7 separate regions of the Mus musculus genome follow, and regions 1, 2, 4, 5, 6 and 7 are each linked to region 3. A link is a contact called in public Hi-C, HiChIP or PLAC-seq and promoter capture Hi-C data. All regions are on one chromosome and are shown on one strand. The core of a region is the stretch at or near the end of the contact, and the rest is flanking DNA. Distances in the headings are between cores, read along the strand shown.

The links. Promoter capture Hi-C pulls out the DNA fragments that hold promoters and counts their contacts. Hi-C and Micro-C count contacts between places; a contact is called where the count stands out from the background. HiChIP or PLAC-seq counts read pairs in DNA pulled down with a chosen protein or histone mark.
Region 1: a contact with region 3 is called in a promoter capture Hi-C map of second pharyngeal arch cranial neural crest, with 3 times the contacts expected there. The contact joins the enhancer-like site here to the promoter of Pdgfc in region 3. A contact is called at or near these places in 4 of 39 promoter capture datasets (3T3-L1-derived adipocytes, HPC-7-derived erythroid cells, frontonasal cranial neural crest and 1 more), 6 of 484 Hi-C or Micro-C datasets (astrocytes, cortical neurons, embryonic stem cells and 1 more) and 9 of 115 datasets of contacts at active chromatin or transcription factors (the NIH/3T3 cell line, bone marrow-derived macrophages, craniofacial prominence and 4 more).
Region 2: a promoter capture Hi-C map of liver shows a contact between it and region 3, with 11 times the contacts expected there. The contact joins the enhancer-like site here to the promoter of Pdgfc in region 3. A contact is called at or near these places in 19 of 39 promoter capture datasets (the 3T3-L1 cell line, 3T3-L1-derived adipocytes, the C10 cell line and 13 more), 2 of 15 datasets of contacts at CTCF or cohesin (large pre-B cells and pro-B cells), 16 of 484 Hi-C or Micro-C datasets (the AML12 cell line, the C2C12 cell line, adipose-derived mesenchymal stem cells and 7 more), 14 of 115 datasets of contacts at active chromatin or transcription factors (the NIH/3T3 cell line, bone marrow-derived macrophages, embryonic limb bud and 5 more) and 4 of 9 other capture datasets (adipose tissue, embryonic stem cells, liver and 1 more).
Region 4: a contact with region 3 is called in a promoter capture Hi-C map of second pharyngeal arch cranial neural crest, with 2.3 times the contacts expected there. The contact joins the enhancer-like site here to the promoter of Pdgfc in region 3. A contact is called at or near these places in 14 of 39 promoter capture datasets (the 3T3-L1 cell line, 3T3-L1-derived adipocytes, the HPC-7 cell line and 9 more), 5 of 484 Hi-C or Micro-C datasets (bone marrow-derived macrophages, embryonic fibroblasts, nephron progenitors and 1 more), 8 of 115 datasets of contacts at active chromatin or transcription factors (bone marrow-derived macrophages, embryonic stem cells, kidney and 1 more) and 2 of 9 other capture datasets (adipose tissue and liver).
Region 5: a contact with region 3 is called in a Hi-C map of nephron progenitors, with 4 times the contacts expected there. The contact joins the enhancer-like site here to the promoter of Pdgfc in region 3. A contact is called at or near these places in 14 of 39 promoter capture datasets (the 3T3-L1 cell line, 3T3-L1-derived adipocytes, the C10 cell line and 9 more), 1 of 15 datasets of contacts at CTCF or cohesin (the NIH/3T3 cell line), 6 of 484 Hi-C or Micro-C datasets (embryonic stem cells, nephron progenitors and uterus), 7 of 115 datasets of contacts at active chromatin or transcription factors (bone marrow-derived macrophages, craniofacial prominence, embryonic forebrain and 3 more) and 2 of 9 other capture datasets (embryonic stem cells and liver).
Region 6: an H3K27ac HiChIP or PLAC-seq map of heart atrium shows a contact between it and region 3, with 7 read pairs. The contact joins the enhancer-like site here to the promoter of Pdgfc in region 3. A contact is called at or near these places in 9 of 39 promoter capture datasets (3T3-L1-derived adipocytes, embryonic stem cells, frontonasal cranial neural crest and 5 more), 1 of 15 datasets of contacts at CTCF or cohesin (large pre-B cells), 1 of 484 Hi-C or Micro-C datasets (stem cell-derived neural stem cells), 7 of 115 datasets of contacts at active chromatin or transcription factors (bone marrow-derived macrophages, embryonic stem cells, heart atrium and 1 more) and 1 of 9 other capture datasets (liver).
Region 7: a FOXA1 HiChIP or PLAC-seq map of pancreatic cancer cells shows a contact between it and region 3. The contact joins the enhancer-like site here to the promoter of Pdgfc in region 3. A contact is called at or near these places in 8 of 39 promoter capture datasets (the 3T3-L1 cell line, 3T3-L1-derived adipocytes, cranial neural crest and 4 more), 9 of 484 Hi-C or Micro-C datasets (adipose-derived mesenchymal stem cells, cumulus cells, embryonic fibroblasts and 3 more), 7 of 115 datasets of contacts at active chromatin or transcription factors (the NIH/3T3 cell line, bone marrow-derived macrophages, embryonic stem cells and 3 more) and 1 of 9 other capture datasets (liver).

The regions. Positions count from the first base shown.
Region 1 is chr3:81,507,517-81,510,216 of GRCm38.p6, forward strand. No RefSeq gene overlaps it. Among named protein-coding and RNA genes, the nearest start is that of Gm52636, 120 kb to the right of the region's middle. Within about 2 kb of position 1,300, at least 5 of the 459 cell types and tissues checked have an H3K27ac peak or open chromatin away from gene starts, as enhancers often do. A contact at or near this core is called in embryonic limb bud, neural tube and second pharyngeal arch cranial neural crest, where this site is marked.
Region 2 is chr3:81,426,046-81,428,745 of GRCm38.p6, forward strand. No RefSeq gene overlaps it. Among named protein-coding and RNA genes, the nearest start is that of Gm52636, 200 kb to the right of the region's middle. Within about 2 kb of position 1,411, at least 1 of the 459 cell types and tissues checked has an H3K27ac peak or open chromatin away from gene starts, as enhancers often do. A contact at or near this core is called in liver, where this site is marked.
Region 3 is chr3:81,034,985-81,037,684 of GRCm38.p6, forward strand. Pdgfc (platelet-derived growth factor, C polypeptide) reads left to right here and starts at 1,432. Exons shown (of 6, transcript NM_019971.3): 1 at 1,432-2,570. The coding sequence starts at 2,453.
Region 4 is chr3:81,291,986-81,294,685 of GRCm38.p6, forward strand. No RefSeq gene overlaps it. Among named protein-coding and RNA genes, the nearest start is that of Pdgfc, 260 kb to the left of the region's middle. Within about 2 kb of position 1,301, at least 12 of the 459 cell types and tissues checked have an H3K27ac peak or open chromatin away from gene starts, as enhancers often do. A contact at or near this core is called in second pharyngeal arch cranial neural crest, where this site is marked.
Region 5 is chr3:81,534,692-81,537,391 of GRCm38.p6, forward strand. No RefSeq gene overlaps it. Among named protein-coding and RNA genes, the nearest start is that of Gm52636, 94 kb to the right of the region's middle. Within about 2 kb of position 1,305, at least 26 of the 459 cell types and tissues checked have an H3K27ac peak or open chromatin away from gene starts, as enhancers often do. A contact at or near this core is called in craniofacial prominence, nephron progenitors and uterus, where this site is marked.
Region 6 is chr3:81,407,895-81,410,594 of GRCm38.p6, forward strand. No RefSeq gene overlaps it. Among named protein-coding and RNA genes, the nearest start is that of Gm52636, 220 kb to the right of the region's middle. Within about 2 kb of position 1,262, at least 6 of the 459 cell types and tissues checked have an H3K27ac peak or open chromatin away from gene starts, as enhancers often do. A contact at or near this core is called in heart atrium, where this site is marked.
Region 7 is chr3:81,376,370-81,379,069 of GRCm38.p6, forward strand. No RefSeq gene overlaps it. Among named protein-coding and RNA genes, the nearest start is that of Gm52636, 250 kb to the right of the region's middle. Within about 2 kb of position 1,307, at least 48 of the 459 cell types and tissues checked have an H3K27ac peak or open chromatin away from gene starts, as enhancers often do. A contact at or near this core is called in the NIH/3T3 cell line, adipose-derived mesenchymal stem cells, embryonic fibroblasts and 2 more, where this site is marked.

The sequences.
Region 1 (2,700 bases), core at 50-2,549, 470 kb after region 3:
TGGTTACTGGCCTTCCCACAACTCTGACTTTAGCAATTGAAGCTTTGGGTCAAGACTTCCAGATTCAGAAAATGATAAAGATTTTTCTACAAGGTACTCACAGTGATAACCAAACATGTATAGTATCCTTGACCTGTGCTTGTCTTGTGTAAAAACAGTGTTGAAGCAGTGGACTATGGAGGCCATGGTACCCTAGACCTGTGTTATTTCTCTAAAGGGTTGCTTGCATATCGGTTTCAAAAAGCCCATCATGTCATATTTAAACTCTGAAAGTTCCTTTGTCTTGTTTATTTAGAAGATAAACTTATTGAAAAACTCCAGCAATACATTTTAAACATATCCTGATGTTAGTATTTTTTAGACTTATTAAAATCCCCTTTAACACCATTGTCTATTCTCAGAGAACACTCCCTCTTGTAACTGGAAATTTTGAGCACTCTACCTACATTCTGCCACAGTTCAGCCTCCCAGATTCTGATTCATCTCCTCCTGTCCGCATCCAGTACTCCCACTCTCTCCCCTCTTCTGTGATTCCTTAATGATATTTTTCCATGTATATTTTCATGAACTAGAATGAAAGGTAATAATAATGAAATCGATGAGACAGTAAAGGCATAATTTATCTATTTGTTTCCTTTCCAATCATTCCATTTTCTTAATCTTCTCTGTCATCCTGGACTTTACATGTGTGTTGAGCTTATTATAAAAAGAAAGAAAGAGAGAAAGAAAGAAAGAAAGAAAGAAAGAAAGAAAGAAAGAAAGAAAGGAAGAAAGAAAGAAAGAATGAATGAAACAAAGAAACAAAGAAACAAACAAAGAAAGAACACATCATGGAAATAAGGAAGAAATGAGTATTTCTGTAAAGGACAAGATTTAAAGATTTCACATTAAAGTTGCAGAGCTACAGGAAGCCTTTCTGGCAGAGAATCACTTTTCCTTGAAGAGTGTGATTCTATTTTTCTTACTGAGACATTAAGATTATTTTTAATTTGAATTGCCTATGGAGGGCAGTGCAATATTTAAGCAACCTCAATTTCCTGGTCTTTTCTACTCCTTCTGAAGACTCCCCAGTGGCTGGCTCCAATGCCCTGTTAAACAAGTTAAGCCATCTCTCCCTTGAACTTTTTTCCTTTATAACTCAGCCGGCACTTACAGAGTTCTCTATTATTCTGTGCCCTTCCTTGGCCACTGTAAATTTACATTAATTCAGATGTCTTTTTCTTCTTTATAAAGAGTGCATGCACTTTGTCTTTAGCGTTCAAGGAAGCTGTCACATAACACCAGAGGAGGCTGGCAACTTTATATGAAACATATGGTAGGTCCTGCAGACCTACCATTTAGTGGCTGGCCTGCAAAGCTATTTCAATGACAGGGGAAATAAAGAGGGAAGTATAGTCTCTCTTTAGAAGGAAAAGCAAAACAAAATAAAACTGTTGGAGGGAACTAAGAAAATTAAAGTCCAAAAGAAGAGCTCCTGAGAACTTAAAGACCTTATAGTAAAGAATAAGTCTACTTCCTGTATAAGCTAAAACATCTGAAAAATGAGATTGAGAGAAGTAGAAGACGCTTTTTTCTTTAGGGGTTAAGGTCAAGCAGTTGAGAGAGCTTTCAGCAAGTTAAATCTCCCCCATTTTTTATACATGCAATGACACAGTGCAAAGGTATATGCATGGGTAAAGGATGATTTTTGAGATAATATCTTAGAACCATGATCTTTAATGGAAAAGATGTAGATATCAGACCATTAAAATAGTATAAAAATAAACATTTATCTTTTTAAAAGATAAAAAATATGTTTTGGTTTTATACTAAAATTATATTTGTTGTAGAAGAAATATTTTTAATGCTGCACTGTCTTAATGTTTGTATCCCATTTGGATAAAATCATGTGCTATGAATATATTCTAGAAGATTTTCATTGTATCTTAAGAGATAGTCATATGGTGACTTTGAACAATATCTGTTATCCATTCAAAATTTCAAACGGTGAATGAAGTTTTAAAACATACAAAGTAATTATTTAAGAACATAATAAAGCTATACAACTAGTTTTAAGAATATCCTGTTGTTAAATGGCACTATTTACCTTTTCTTATTGAAATACTAAGAACCTATTACATTTAGAAAAAGAATTAAATTATATAAAGAAAAGTTAGATTGTCACTCACTCAGCAAAATTTATAACATATCTATCTTTGATGTAGCTTCTTACACTTCTGAAATTCTCAGTTAAATGGATAGAACTGGAAACAGTTATTCTCAATGAAGTAACCCAGATCCAGAAAGAAAAATAGCACATATTTTCTCTCATTTATGAGTTACCTTTGAATCATTAGATGTATTTGTTTCATATGGAATATTCACAGAGATAATGTGAAGGTACTTTCAATATGGGGAGATAGAACAGACTGGTCTAAAGGGGCTATGGGAATACTGAAACATGAAAGGTAAATGGGATAGGTGTCAGCAGGGTAGAGGGAAGGAATACAGGAAAGGATAACTAACCTTTTGAAAAAGTCACAGGGAGATCTATTACTTTCCATGCCTCCTTAAATATATACATATGCAAACATTAAAAGAGTATACTTGGGATTTTCCTTTTAAAGCGGGATATAATGCCTTTACTAGACATCAAGACTATCAACAAAAGGCCCATTGACAAAAGTAGGTTACCATTTTGTGGACTGATTGTCAATGAAT
Region 2 (2,700 bases), core at 161-2,660, 390 kb after region 3:
GGTTAAGAGTGCTGACTGCTCTTCCGAAGGTCCTGAGTTCAAATCTCAGCAACCACATGGTGGCTCACAACCATCTGTAACGAAATCTGATGCCCTCTTCTGGAGTGTCTGAAGACAGCTACAGTGTACTTACATATAATAAATAAATAAATCTTAAAAAAAAAAAAAAAGAATAGGGAACAAAATACCCATGGAAGGAGTTACAGAGACAAAGTTTGGAGCTGAGACAAAAAGATGGACCATCCAGAGACTGCCCCACCGGGGGATCCATCCCATAATCAGCCACCAAATGCAGACACTATTGCATATGTCAGCAAGATTTTGCTGAAAGGAGCCTGTTATAGCTGTCTCTTGTGAAGCTATGCCAGAGTCCCAGAGCTAACCAGTACCCCCAGAGCTCGTGTCTCTAGCTGCATATGTAGCAGAAGATGGTCTAATCGGCCATCATTGGGAAGAGACGCCCTTTGGTCTTGCAAACTTTATATGCAGGGAAACTCCAGGGCCAAGAAGTGGGAGTGGGTGGGTAGGGGAACAGGGTGGGGGGGAGGGTATAGGGAACTTTTGGGATAGCATTTGAAATGTAAATGGAGAAAATATCTAATAAAAAATTGAAAACAACAACAACAACAACAAAACCCCAAGCATATGCCATGTAAACTAGCACTGTCACTGAAGTCACAGTCTTCCTGCCAACTTCTGCAAGTATTCTCTTAGTTTAGTACAAGGGTCAGAGATTCAGACAAAAGTCTGGGACTCAACTGCATCCAGATTACCAGGAAGTTTACAGCACTGTTGCCATAGATCAGTGATCCTGAGGGCTTTTCCTGTACTGCCTTCTACAAAGTAAGTCAAGGATAAATACCAAACGAGATGCCAGTAATCCTTGTTGACATACAAAGCGTGCCAGCCCTCCTTCTGGCACATTTTGAAAAAGAATAAATCATCATATCTATGTAGGGCATTGATCTGCACTGCCAGTTAATAAAAAATGGTTCCAGTTGATGTTTTGGCTCTCAGAAACTGTTTGACTCACAAACTCAAGCATCCAGATTATCATGGTTAAATCTTTTCTTACATAGAAGAGATGGTAATAATTTATTTTGAATGTGTCTATGTAAATATACTTATAATGTGCGATAAATTGAGGATTTTACTGAGTGGTTTCAACTTTGATCAAGAATATGGTGCGAGTTTTATGTTGGAATATGAATAGAAGTCTGGGTGGAAAAGAGAAAATTGGTGGATAATTTCATTCAATTACTCTTTGAATTTCTTGTTTGTGTGTTTCATATCTCTCATGAGCATCTCAAAAATCTTAAAATGTTTCTATGAATCAGCCCCTTCTATCGTCTTGCAAATCCATTCCTCTATTTGCTCAGTCAATAAACCTCTGAGGTCACCTTTGGTTGCACTCTTTCTGTCACAGTTCACATCTAATTCATCAACTTTCTCCCTCTCTGAGTTTCTATCTGCCTGCCTGCCTGTCTGTCTGTCTGTCTATCTGTCTCTGACTCCCTCCCACTCTACCAGCCTATTTGCATTTGGAAGTACATGTAGAGGCTTGCCTTAATAGTTGTTCTAAATGACCAGAGTCCTTTACCTGAAAGATTGCAACTTTGTTACTTGAATCTCTGCTCTCAGTGATCCCTACAGGGTTTTTGGTACACTGTGGATACAATCCTTTTACAGCCTATAAAACATTATCTCAGGTTCTTGCCCAAAATTATCCATGTATTAAAAGTAAAATTCAATATCATCTGCCATAACTCCTTCCTCCAAGATGTCCTTGATCTCACCTCTTACTTTGGTTCCTCTGTCTCACCTAGGTATAAAATCCTAGTATCCTTTGTTTCTCAGACATGATAAAGATGCCCTAATATCCAGACCTTGGAGTTACTATTACTGCAATAATATTCCCCACCACCACCACCACACACACACACACGTGCCTGGCTTTCTTACTTTCCTTAGGAATGATACTGCCTAAGGACTTAATGGAACCACAAGTGAAACTCTAGCTTCATCAATTAAATGAACATTTATTGAAAGCTTACTATTTAGGATGCACCTACTATTTAAGCACTAGGGACAATTCTATCACTGATAAATGAGCAAGCAACTTAGTAGTAGGATATGGAATTCTTTGGAAATCTACTCTGGAATGGTGTAGCAAGATGACATGAAAATTCTATTTTCTGTTCATATCATCACTAATTTACATGCTCACTGACACTAATATAAGCTATTTAAAGCCACATGTTATGCTAATTTTGATAAAAATACTTGTAAGTCTATGAAGAGAAACAATGTTCATATTATTTTAGTCATTATATGCTTATATTCATCATAATGTTATATTTGCTATATCTTAAGTAATACAATTTTAAGACTAGTATGATTAAATGTCTTATTTTAGATTTAATTACTATGAAAAGTCATATATAGTAACTACTATGTATATATGCATAAAGGAATATATGAGAATATTTTCCCAGTATGTTCATGCATGTGCATGTGAGTGTGTTTGTGCATGTGAGTGTATTTGTGTGTGTGTGTGTGTGTGTGTGCCAAAAGTTAATGTTGCATGTCTTCCTCAATCATTATAGCCTTATTTTTTAATATAGAGTCTCTCTCTATATAACTAGGAACTCACTTATACTTTTTATTAGATATTTATTTATATTTCTTTTTTTGTAAATT
Region 3 (2,700 bases), core at 182-2,681:
TAAATGACAAAAACTGGACCTTAATGGATTGGATTGCAAACAGATCTACCGAGAAAGCATGCCTTTTGGTGTCTCATTTTGATTAAAATTGGGAACTCTCCTTTGCATATTCAGGAATGTACAGAACACTTTTGGAATACACGTATGTCACAATGGAATGGCACTGAAGATGATGCACTGCTAACTTGAATAAAGTAACAAGGCTTGTACCATTAACATCCATACACTTAAAGTCTAAGCAAGAGACTTTCTATCCAACACTGTAAAGGTGGAAATCCCACAGATAAGAATGAATGAATGGAACAGGTTTGTAAGGATTTCACAGGAGAACAGCATCTTTCTTTATTTGGTCCCGGGGACTTCCTGGATGCCAAGCAGGAGTTATAATGAACAACCTGTCAAGTACTCATTTGAAGGAAGAGAGAAGAGGACAGAGACCTGGCTAGAACAGGGTTGTTTGGTAGGCCCCAGTGGTGTCCAAGAACAAAGGAAAAGATTAACATTTTATCGTTTGGACTGGTCCCATCTTTTATTTCTGTCTCCAGGTCATGCCCGGTTTCAGGATTATGTTTACCTTGGTTCTATGGTTGGATTGCATGCCCTGACTGATTCAACTAAGTACTTGGTGATACATCTGTCTGACTGCACACCAAGGCATTTGCTTGCTCTAATGTTATTTTTATTTTCCTTATTTTCATTTTCTTTTTTTATTACCCCTCCATCCAAAGATGCATCTTTTGTTTAGATTTCAAACCCTACTGTGCCTTCAACGCTTTCACGAGGATTTTCTGATAAGGAAAGCATATTGGAATCCTATCAGAGACACATGTATTGCACATGGAACCACCCTAGGCCCTACTAACATGTTTTTCTCATTCTAGATAACCCCATAGGAACTTTAGTCTCAGCACGAAGCACTTCGTGCATAAAGGCAACCAGTTCAAACATTAGGGGCTCCAGGACAGCCTATGTGTAAATTGCCACACTATGTCCCCAGACACTCTAGGAGCTAGATTTCATTATCATGCAGCACCCAGCTGCAAAGGACAGGGACTCTTTCTTCTGCTCAGTGGTACCCTCCAACCCCAGTTCCTCTCCAAACAGGGTTCATGTGGATACAGTGGTGCATGGCTTCAATTCATGTTACAACTCTGACTTTATCTTTACTTTTGATTTATTCATTCTCCTTCAGACAGAGCCATTCTGGAAGCATCTTGAGTTCAACTTCCCTCCTTCAGTGCAGAACTCTGGCCACGAGTCCTGACAAAGCGCTTTGGGAGTGGGGATCCCCTTAGGAATGAAAGACAAGTTACAGCCAGGGAGAGCCAGAAGAGAAGGAGTGGCTGTCCTCTCCTACTTTTTTTTCCCTCTCTCTTTCTCTGAGTTTGCAGCACCCTTGAACAGCCCGCAGACTCCTTATTTGGGGTTAGGGGCGCCCAGGGGAAAGGAAGCTGGGGGCCGCCTGGCGGCATTCCTCGCCGCAGTGTGGGCTCCGTCTGCCGCGGGGCCCGCAGTGCCCCCTGTCTGCGCCAGCACCTGTTGGCCCGCCAGCTGGCCGCCCGCGCCCCCCGCGCCCCCCGCGCCCGCCCGGCCGCCAGCCCCGCGCCCCGCGCGCCGCCCGCTGGGGGAAAGTGGAGACGGGGAGGGGACAAGAGCGATCCTCCAGGCCAGCCAGGCCTTCCCTTAGCCGCCCGTGCTTAGCCGCCACCTCTCCTCAGCCCTGCGTCCTGCCCTGCCTTAGGGCAGGCATCCGAGCGCTCGCGACTCCGAGCCGCCCAAGCTCTCCCGGCTTCCCGCAGCACTTCGCCGGTACCCGAGGGAACTTCGGTGGCCACCGACTGCAGCAAGGAGGAGGCTCCGCGGTGGATCCGGGCCAGTCCCGAGTCGTCCCCGCGGCCTCTCTGCCCGCCCGGGACCCGCGCGGCACTCGCAGGGCACGGTCCCCTCCCCCCAGGTGGGGGTGGGGCGCCGCCTGCCGCCCCGATCAGCAGCTTTGTCATTGATCCCAAGGTGCTCGCCTCGCTGCCGACCTGGCTTCCAGTCTGGCTTGGCGGGACCCCGAGTCCTCGCCTGTGTCCTGTCCCCCAAACTGACAGGTGCTCCCTGCGAGTCGCCACGACTCATCGCCGCTCCCCCGCGTCCCCACCCCTTCTTTCCTCCCTCGCCTACCCCCACCCCCCGCACTTCGGCACAGCTCAGGATTTGTTTAAACCTTGGGAAACTGGTTCAGGTCCAGGTTTTGCTTTGATCCTTTTCAAAAACTGGAGACACAGAAGAGGGCTCTAGGAAAAACTTTTGGATGGGATTATGTGGAAACTACCCTGCGATTCTCTGCTGCCAGAGCCGGCCAGGCGCTTCCACCGCAGCGCAGCCTTTCCCCGGCTGGGCTGAGCCTTGGAGTCGTCGCTTCCCCAGTGCCCGCCGCGAGTGAGCCCTCGCCCCAGTCAGCCAAATGCTCCTCCTCGGCCTCCTCCTGCTGACATCTGCCCTGGCCGGCCAAAGAACGGGGACTCGGGCTGAGTCCAACCTGAGCAGCAAGTTGCAGCTCTCCAGCGACAAGGAACAGAACGGTGAGTATCGCCCCCTCCTCCCCCTTCCCGCGTCTCGCTGTGCGTTCGGGTTGGCATTGTGCGGTGGCATGTGGGGTCCTCCAGTCGTGGAGCTGATGGTCGGGTCTCTGGCGCTGCAGATGGGAGTTTC
Region 4 (2,700 bases), core at 51-2,550, 260 kb after region 3:
GGGGTAGAAACAATGAAGAGAGGAATCTGCCTGTTTTCTTTACTGTAGTATGATTTCTCTCATTTCTTTCTTTTAATGGCAAAGAGTGAGAATTTCTTGACCTTGTAGCTTTTCATTACAGTGGAGCAACTGTCCTTATCTTTCATAGTTGTGTTTTCATTCAAACACATACACACACACACACTCCAACACAATCTCACCACTTATTTGAAAAAATTGCACTGATGTGTGTGTGTGTGTGTGTGTGTGTACATCAGTAGAAAAACCTTGCACCTTTATGAGTTTAATGATATTTTCAATCAATAATTATATCTTCAAATTATAATCATATTCTCAAACATTAATGATATTCTCAAACACTGGTCTGACACGTTATGAAAATGTCAGCATACAGCTTCATTTTTCATTTCCAAAGTGGATTTCCTTGTAAACTCTACAATTTCCCATGAATTCAGGAATTCTGATACTCCTAAGCACATCATGAGTTTCTTACTCTAAGGATTAATGGGAAAATATTTGGAGTTCTGTAGCTCTGACTGAAGGCTGGGTGAAATCAATTTTTCAAGCCCTATAAAGCAAGGGCTTGGGTCTCAGACAACGATTACAAAGCAGACACACTTTAACACCCAGAACAAACATCTGGATCTTGTTGACTCCTTTACCGTGGCAAAGGGCTGAATGAAATATAATTCCTGTCTGCTGATGCCATAGAGATTCCTTCAATCCATGAGCAGCTGCTGCTACCACACATACATACACACACACACACACACACACACACACACACACACACACACACACACATACACACACACACACACACACACACACACACACATACACACACACACACACACACACACACGTTTGTACAAATGTTAACTGTAAAGGATTTCTCTAGCTTTTATTTAAAAAAAAAATAAGAAAAGCAATAGCTTTTTCTCCCTACCATATCTGCAGTAGTCGTTGGTATATGAAAATCACAATTTGTGAAAAGCAATAAATGTCAAAGCTTTTCAGAGAAAAACACATGCTTCTTACTGTGCTCTAGAAGTGGATGCAATGGAAAACACATTGAGTATTCAATGTGACATCTACAGAAAGCCTGAGTTCAAAATAAATAGAAGAGAGGTGCCTTGTTATGCCTAGCAGTCACACCCTCAACCCACAAGGTTCCTTTTGTCACTGTGTGAATTGCTTTAAGTGAATGGATGTCAAGTTGCAAAACCCTCCCAGGGCAAAGCAAAATCACTGTGTTTTTTCAAATGGATCAAGAGAGAATGGGAGGTAAGTAGGAGGGTTCCTAAGAGGAAGAAGGAGTTTCCTTAACAGTCATGCTCAGGTCTCCAGGTGGAAGATTACCCCCAAGAGCATGGCTTTGAAATCTAATGATCACATAAAACTCCCCTCAAAGCCCTGGCAGTGTTTGGTGCCACTTTTTTTTTCTTCCTGTGTAGATCAACCCAAAGCAATATATCAAGATCAAGGTCCATTTCAAAGAGAAATTCTTTGAAAACAAATCATGGTCACTGCTGATTAATCATTTCAAATCATAAATCTTGTGTGTGAACCACCAGACATCCTCCCTGAACAGGAGAGTTCGCTCTCCCTCCCGGTGTGCAGTGATCCATGAGAGGTTTGACCATCCACACTCCCTCCTGGTTTGCAGTAATCCATGAGAGGTTTGACCATCAGCCCCCCGTAGGTGGAGTGTCTTCTGGGTCCATGCTTTAGACTAGAGGATTGCCTGCAAATGTGATTCCCTTACTTACCTCTGCAAGAATCTCATAAAACTATGCACTGCTTCATTCACTTTACTCTTTGAAAGGCTCATCATAAAATGTGAATATTGCAAGCTTGAAAAGTCCCAGCATTTTAAAATTGTTCAGATGTCATTGTAGTTAAAATTCTCAGATTGTCCTTTAAATGTATTCTGCAGCACTGTGGTATACACTACCACCTATTTAACACGTACGTGCATCACGTGGCACACTATTATATGTATACGATTTCTATGCTTTGTGTATTGAAAATACATTTAGTTAAAAACATGAAATATACATATGTTGGAGTATTATCTCCTGATCATCCTCATGTGTTCCTATGCGATGAGAAAATGTGCAGCTTAAATGTAGTATTTTTTAATTTCCTGTTATTGTGTACCTCGACAAAAGACCTTTAACGTATTGAATTTTCATTAAGGTAAAACTTTATAGCTTTCATCAAATACACTACTTAAGTAGGAGTCAAATGTTGAAGTGTTGTAATTCTAATACATACAAAATGAGAAATTGGATAGTATATTCTAATAAAATAACTGAGAATTTATTAAAATATATTTTATACATATAAATAGTTCTTGCCTCTAGATTTACACAGTGTCCAACTATGCTTCTCATTTCATTCTTTTCTTTCTTAGATGACTATGCTGATAATGTAGTACCTGTGCTTACAGACCTTGGAAGGCTGAGTTAGGAGGACTACGGGTTTCAAGCTATCCTGGGCCATACATGGAATCCCCGAATTAGTTCATTTTTAAAAATACTATATATCAAAATTAATTAATTGTAATTAGGGAAAATAAAATGGGAGAGAGAAAATATTGTGCTGATTCCAAAAGGTATTGTCAGAAGCTTCACTTAAGAACAGATGCATAAGAAAAGACTTCAGGAACATGGGAAATGGAACATCTGAGTTGTT
Region 5 (2,700 bases), core at 55-2,554, 500 kb after region 3:
TCCCTCTCAGCATTCATAGTCTACTGACTAAGTAACATGTGTTTTCTTGATTAAGAAAAATGTAACATGGCTTTACTGAAGTTCTTTTTCCACCAGCACAAGTTTAAACAAGTACAGAAAGAAAGTTTTAAAGAAACATGGAAATGAATACTTGCTTGAGTTCTCTGTCTCTCTGTCTCTGTCTCTGTCTCTGTCTCTGTCTCTCTCTCTCTCTCTCTCTCTCTCTCTCTCTCTAGTGAAAATTCCCACAACATAGAGAAAACCTTTTGCTTATAAATCAAACCCTTCACAGTACTCCTATTGGGCTAATGGCCATTGATGCCATCCTGATTCCCCACACTCTAGAGCCCATAGTATCGGTATAGATTAGAGAAAATTGTTTAATGTTTGTACTTTGCTACTGATTGCTAAAAAGATGGAATGATAACCCCATCTACTTCATGAGATTTTAAGCGATGAATACATGAGGTATCTCAGATGATACACAAAATGACCGCACATACAGAGCTGTGACAAATACTAGCTAGATTTAGGTTTGTGGATCGAAGGACCAACCTGTGCCTTGTCAGAGCTATTCATGAGTTTGCTGCAGGCTTGTTAGTGACCTCTATGGATAGGATAATGGAATATAATACAAGAGAAATGATTCTGGAATTGTTAAACTAGTGTATGGAGAAATATTTAGGAAGTGGGAGAAAGCGTTCTCTAGTGGTTTAGGAGCATCATGCAAACACCTTCATTGTTCCTGGTGAATGCTGCTCTCTAGGCTGCTAAGAGCCTCATGGCCTCAAGGCCATAGCAACAGCAGATAACCTGACTGTGACTTCCTATGGATCATGGTACCCAGAGCTGGAATGAGCTTTATCTCCTGAGTCCGCCGCACAGTGTAGACACAGAGTAGTTAATGTGCAATTCGCCTGTTGTTTAGACTGTGCAGATGAAGGGGGTAGAGGTATGTAAAGGTTAAGGACTGGGCCAAGGTTTAGTGTTGACTCAGTTTATTGGGCTATTGCACTTTATCAGGGAGATTACAACATAAATTTTTCCTATTATGAGCTCACAGTAAAATGACAGCCTAGAATTACTGCTTTCTAAAGAGGTTCTTCTTCCTGGACATGGACCTTAAATGTAGATGTGCTATCATGTAACACACATCCTTAAATCTTCTCCAGATTAAAATGAACTGAATTTAGAGGACTTTTAGATTTGGAATGGAAACAGTTCTTTAACAAGCCCCCTCCTTTGATCCCAGTAATCAGGCAGCCATTCATCTTTATGGCCTCCTTGCTTTGCTCTAGCTTGTGAAATTCCAGAGTGACACATCCCAGTAGCCCCAGAGCATTGCTGTGTGGCCAGAGGGCTGAGTCTCCTTTTGTTCAATGTCAGAAGCATTTATTTCAAGACCCAGTTAAAATTCTTCTCCTTTCAAAACCCTTCAGGGAACAGTTTCTTTCTGTTCAGAGTGTGTTTGGTTCATTTTTTTCCTACCAACCTCCGGTTTATGAGACTTGTTTCCCATCTCTTCGAAGGGGCTGAAGCCAGCAAAGAGTCAGGGAGCCTCTGGTTTTGACAAGTAGCCCTCCTTCACATTCCTAATGTGATAGGGTTTGGAGATTCTTTGTTTTGTTTTGTTTTTCTTCTTTTGTCGTTGGAAATTTAACCAAAAACAAAATCCCTATTTTTCCATAACCACTCATTAGTTCATATTTTATTAGATATTATCACATGAAACCCCTCTATAATGTGGTACATCTTCAGTTTGAAACAACAAAGCAAAACAAAGAATGAGGGAAACAGAAAGAAAAATGGTTCAAAAAAACCCAAAGTGTCTAGAGAATAAACAAAGAGATAGAGAAAGAAGATAACATCCTTACTACTTCCCTACAAAATATAAAAGAGAATCTTAGTAACAGCCAATCCCACCCCCAAGGTACAATGGTAAAACTGCTCAAAGTTAGAACTTTTTTCAACTTAAAGTTAATTATTTTTTAAGGATTTGTTTATTTATTATATGTAAGTACACTGTAGCTGTCTTCAGACACACCAGAAGAGGGAGTCAGATCTCGTTAGGGATGGTTATGAGCCACCATGTGGTTGCTGGGATTTGAACTCAGGGCTTTCAGAAGAGCAGTCGGGTGCTCTTACCTGCTGAGCCATCTCACCAGCCCCCGTTAATTATTGCTATCAAACACAATTTAGTAATTTTCATTAGCATTTTTATTAATGATGCAATACTAGGAACAGAATATCACTTTATTTCGGTAAATAACTTTATTAGACATGAGCTATCTCATGCTGGATACGAGGATGCATACTTGTAATCCCAGCACTCAGAAAGATGAAGCCAAAGGATCAGAGGTTCAAGCAGCAAGACTCTGTCTCAAAACTAAACTATAGACATAGACATAATGACATGCAAGATATTTCCACAGCACTATCTATTAGCATTCTGTCTAAACTCCACCCCACAGTTACCTGGCAACATCTAGGTAAGCCTGATCCACTCTAAAAGGAGATGCTTTCCCCTCCTCCCTGTCTCGTTCCTTTCTTGCTCTCTTGGGTTCTTGCTCCCTTGCTCTTTCCTTTCCCTTCTCCCCATTTCCTTCCCCCCTTTCTACATGTGTTCATGGCTGGAATCTACTTCTCTATTCTTTCTCTGCCTTTCTCTGCCTCTATTACCCTCTTAGCTCCCCTCCCCAT
Region 6 (2,700 bases), core at 12-2,511, 370 kb after region 3:
ATTATTTAGTCTAAGTATAAAAAGATACTTAGAACTCAGAATCATACAGGCTCATCAAAGGTAAGATAATCCTCGTTATCCTCGTCGTCATTGTCGTCGCCATCATTATCATCACTACTAAAAGAGTTGGAAATTTTCAAATTTTCATGGAAAATTGTTTGTTTATTTTTAGATTAGAGCTTGAAGGCAAATCTTCAGATCACTCCTCTCACCTCTCCACTCAGGATTCCTTTCTGGGAAATCTAAGAAGAATGCAAACCCTTCTTGCCTTTGTTGCAAAGCTCTGCTTTCCTATCACATAGACAAAGAACATTTGGTCAAGGTGATCTGGACCAAATCCCTCAAGACAGCTACCAGTGCAGAGCTGATGGACTTCGGCTTTGATGATGAAGGTGGGAAGAAAAGGGGCAGGCCAAGGGCGAGAGCTAAGTTTATCAAGATTAGTGTGGTTTGTCACCATGGAAGTGTTTTCATGTTTATGGAGCTGCTGTTTACATAGACTAATGCAAAAGTAACAAGCTTTTGTAAGCTTAGTTTTGCTATTTTGCAGATATTAAATGAAGATATGAAATCTGCTAAAGGAATCATACATTCCACTTTCCACTCAAAGTGGAAAAAGAATGCACCCATAGAATGGTCTGATACATACAAATCCACCTTGTCTTTATTCTCCTCTCATCTATGGTCACTATATAAGTGATTTTTTTTTTTGATGGCAGAAAAGTACAGGCTGTTGAGAAAGTTGTCCATGAAAATTTTTAAGGAATATTTTCTGTCATTTCATTTTTAATATGTTCTTACACAGAGAACATTTAACAGTGTTGTCCTTATTAATGTTTATATGTCTGAGCTTCATAGACCAAGACAGAGTATAGAATATAGCATTGAGGTTAGAATAAGACTTTTGTCTGTTAAAACATTTTTTCGGATGATATAGCAATGTCCATTGTAATTTTCTGCATGTGGAGAACCACTTTCTCCTTTGATCACTTTGTACTGCTCTTTTATGCAGAGAAAACACACTTGGAAATAACTCATTTTTATAATTTAAGAATACTGAGTTGTAGTCAGAGAAGAAAAAGACCAAGTGTGCAGATGTGGGGGTAGGGACCCAAGGAATTAGCAGGGCAAGTAGATGAAGTGTAATAATTAGAGTAAGCTGCTAATTAAAGGCTTCTGAGGACTGAGGGGAAGAGAAATGCAGGCTGGGGATGGGTGTGGAGGTTCTCTGCAGTCACATGCTAAAGTAAAGAAAGGAAGGCTTGAAATTAGAGCTGACAGAGAAGTGCTGTTCCTAAGGCGCCAGACAAGCAAACACTACTGGGTCCTGACCCTTTGTACATTGTGGTTGCAAAAGTAAAGTGCCTGATAAAATAAAACTTGCATTACACATCACAGCAAAGTTTTGGACATCACAGGTTAATACTGACAAATATATTTTAAAAAACATATTCTCTTACTAATTTTGATGGCTTATACCTGTAATCCTTGCAGCTCTTGAAAACCATTGCAAGAGGATTTGAGTTTGAGACCAGCTGAGGCTACATACTGTGACAGGGAAAACATTAATTAAAAGATAAACTCTCTACATTTTATCTTTTAAGGTTGTTTTAGCAATGATGGTGCAATCCAGAGTTCTAAGTGTTTCACACATATTCTACAACTAAGTGGCACCCTGGTCCCCATTCATCTATATCACACTCAATACTATAATGTATGGATTCCAACAAGTGTTTCGCTCTTTCAGAAAACAGCATACAGAGGAATCTCTGCTCTAAATTTATATAGACATTAAAACCAACTTACCATCAGAGCACCTCAAGCATTATGCTTTCTCTCTGTTTCAAGTCACTCAAGTTATAGACAGAGCCTTGGAAATATGTTGAAAGAGTAAGAGATACTGTTGACTTATTTTGATAAATTCACAAAGAAAACTATGTGTAGTATGAAAAATATTTAGGGTATACCATCAATTTTTAATATGTTCATCAAGTATGTACCAACTGCATTTAATGTGGAGAGAATGCTCATTTTTTTTATAGATTCGGCATTAAGTAAAGTTTACTAAAACCCCAGTCTTTAGGGAGGCTCTACTTGTGACCTTTAGGTATAATTCTGAACTTTACAGAAGACACCAATAAAAGAAAATTAATTAGTGGCTGGGTGACATACTAGAAGGAAAAGGAGGAAGCACTAAGAATGAAACCCAGAAGGAGCAGAAGTTTAAAATGTGTGAGTAATGTAATCCAGTAGCATGCAGAACAGAGAATGGGGTGTGTGTCTTAATGACAGAACAGATGCTTAGCATCTTTGTGTCCTATCCTTAGCACCTAAAGCGAAAATAGCATGAATGAAATAGCAGATGTGTCTAAGAGATTAAATATAGTAATTTTAAGGAATTGGCACAAAAGATCATAAAAAAAAAAAAACAACCCAAAATTTGGCTGTCAACAGATCCGATAGTTATACAAATGATACTTTTATAATAGATGTGCTTAAGAGATAGTTGAATTGATTGCCTATAGGAGACTCCGTGGAGTCATAAGGTTGATCTGTAATTAGTGTTCCACAATTATAACATTGCTTAAGTGCAGAAAAACTCACAGGTAAAGGATTGTCTTTTACAGATTTTGGTGGCATTATTTAGTTTCTGTGTGTGTAGTTAGAATTAGAGTACCAGACAGCTGTGCAGGAATGCCA
Region 7 (2,700 bases), core at 57-2,556, 340 kb after region 3:
TGGGATTTAATTTTGAACCAGAGCTGACCTCTAAGAATTCAGAGTTTCACACTGGAAAAAGGATATATGTTCTTTTCTCTTTGACTCAGCTTAAAGATGCGGCAATTGAGAAGGACTCATAAAGAAAAAGCTGGATCATAAATGGTAGTATTGCAATAATGTAACACATGGACTGTCAGGTATCTTGGTTTTGGCTACTGGGCATTTTCTTTATATATGTAGTTGTCTTTAAAATGTTTTCCAGAATATAAGAAGAGAATGGAAGCTACTTGCCTCTATACCTTGTAGTTTTAATAACATTTGTTCAGTTAAAAGTATTGGTTATGAGAATTGTGAGTATGAATCTCCCAGGAATTTTGACTGAAATGTCAAACAAAATAGGTTGTAGATATCATTAGTTACATAAGGTAGTATGAAAAGAAACCTAATCATTTATCCTGTCCTATTCCTTTTTGTTTAGGGTTTAATCACACATTCTACTATGAACAGTCAACATAAAACAAAACAAAACAAAACAAAACAAGAGGACCAATATATTTAAACCAATATCCCATTATGACTACCAATTATGACTAATATTCTTATTTCAACTGATTGCTTGTTTCATTTCCCATTTGATTCCCAGGATTTCTACTGTTACAGTTGAACAAACAGAGAAATTTCAATTTGGCACAGATGTTAAGAGAAGATCCATAAGCATTTTGCTTCACTTGTGATATTTATTTTCTATATGGATCATTTATTAAATATAATGACAATAACAAAAACAATTTTCCCATTCTCCTTTTTTTCCTTTTTTTTTTGTTTGTTTTTCGAGATAGGGTTTCTCTGTATAGCCCTGGCTGTCTTGGAACTCACTTTGTAGACCAGGCTGGCCTCGAACTCAGAAATCCGCCTGCCTCTGCCTCCCGAGTGCTGGGATTAAAGGCATGCGCCACCTACATTCTCTTTAGGAATAAAAATTTTCTCTTTAAAACTTTACTATAACCACTCTGATGTAAAAAATAAATCTTGTTCATATCTCATGCTTAGAGATTCTTTAGTTAAACTTTCTATGGGACACTACAGCTAAGGGTCTTTAAGCAAAGTCTTCATTTTCTGATGAAAATTTGACTTCATTCAGACCCCTGAGTGGAATCAGAAAGTGATAGAAAAGTCCAGGGATACACAATTGCCCTTGGAAGGTGGCTTGTGCATTTGAGAACATTCCAGACACTCTGCAATCAGAAAACCAACATCAGCCCAGACAGGATGTATGAGTCAAGGATATCTAAAGGAGATGGAACACGTGGCATCCAGGCACTTGCAGCATTCCTGCTGCCAGGCTCTGCTTGCGGTCCATCCCACTGGTTGGAGTATCCTGGAAAGGAAACATAAACAGTTTAAATTGGGCAGCCGACTTAACAGCTCTCATGTGATTTTCTGAAAAGATGAATGAACTGCCCAGAGACACCAGAGTCCTTGGTGTGTTAGGGAAGTGGAAAAAGAAAATCCTTACCACTCTGAGCAGAGAATATAGATGGACCAGAAAGCATGCAAAAATCCTATGATCTGTCTTAAAACATATGCTACTCAGACAGCTGTGTGGAATTCCACCAAAGGCCAAAAGTTATACCTTAAGCCAGTTTATCTGGTTTTGCTTTGAAGTAGCAATAAAACCCAGGAAGCCTCCTGACCTAGGTCATTTCTCAAAAGAGTTGCTTTCTTTCAGTTTACTTATTTTACAAACAGTTATATTTAGAGGTACGCATGGGCAAGGGAGAGAAGAACCTCATTTCTTAACAGAAAATATGAAAGAGGTCCTTTCCAATGTATTACTGGTAGGGGCTTTGCATTTCATAGGTGATCCACAATAAGTGGGTGTGTAGCAAGCACTAAACAGCATCAGTGTCTTCTGGGACCTTATCACATCCAAATGACATCTGTGACTGGAAACTGAACCCACATAGAAATTAGATGAATTAGAGCTCTTGCTTTGTGAAGAGAGGGTTTACATTTTGAAGGAAACCTTTCTTCTTTATGTGACTTTTACCTTCGCTAATGCTTCTGGAGTAGTTAAGGGGCAGTATTCCACTCCTGTTTGAAGACTCAAGGAGTGGTATTATTTTTGAGACAGTCTAAAGCTGACCTTGAAAAGATTTACTTTCAGCAGTGATATAACTATTTAGTTGCTTTTGGCAGGGGTGGGGTAAATCTACGAAAGAGAGTAATACACTGTTCCCTGACTTTATGCACAGATATGTTTCATGACATATGATGGGGTGTTGGGTACTCACGTTCCCTGTGTGTGTGTATGTGTGTGTGTGTGTGTGTGTGTGTGTGTGTGTGTGTGTGTGTGTGTGTGTGTTTGAATGTGTTTAGAGACTCTTGGGTATCCTAGAAATATAGTAGCTGCAATACAAATAATTGAACCAACGCTTGCATTCAACAGAGAATTTCTTTTTTAGAAAAAGAAGCAAAAAGAAACATGTAGTCAGACGCTATTTACTTCTGTAAAAAGAAAAGTAGAGCAATTTTATCATCTAAGCTACCATATCTTGCTCATCATTTCATTCTTCTCTCAATGTCATTTGTCGAATGGAGGGATGGATGGGGTTTTCTTCCATGTAAGTAATGTATTTATTTTTGAAGCAAATTAGAATTCCTCACAGAAGGGAGCACTGTGGGAGTTTGGAGTATGATATCTTGGCAAAGAGTGTA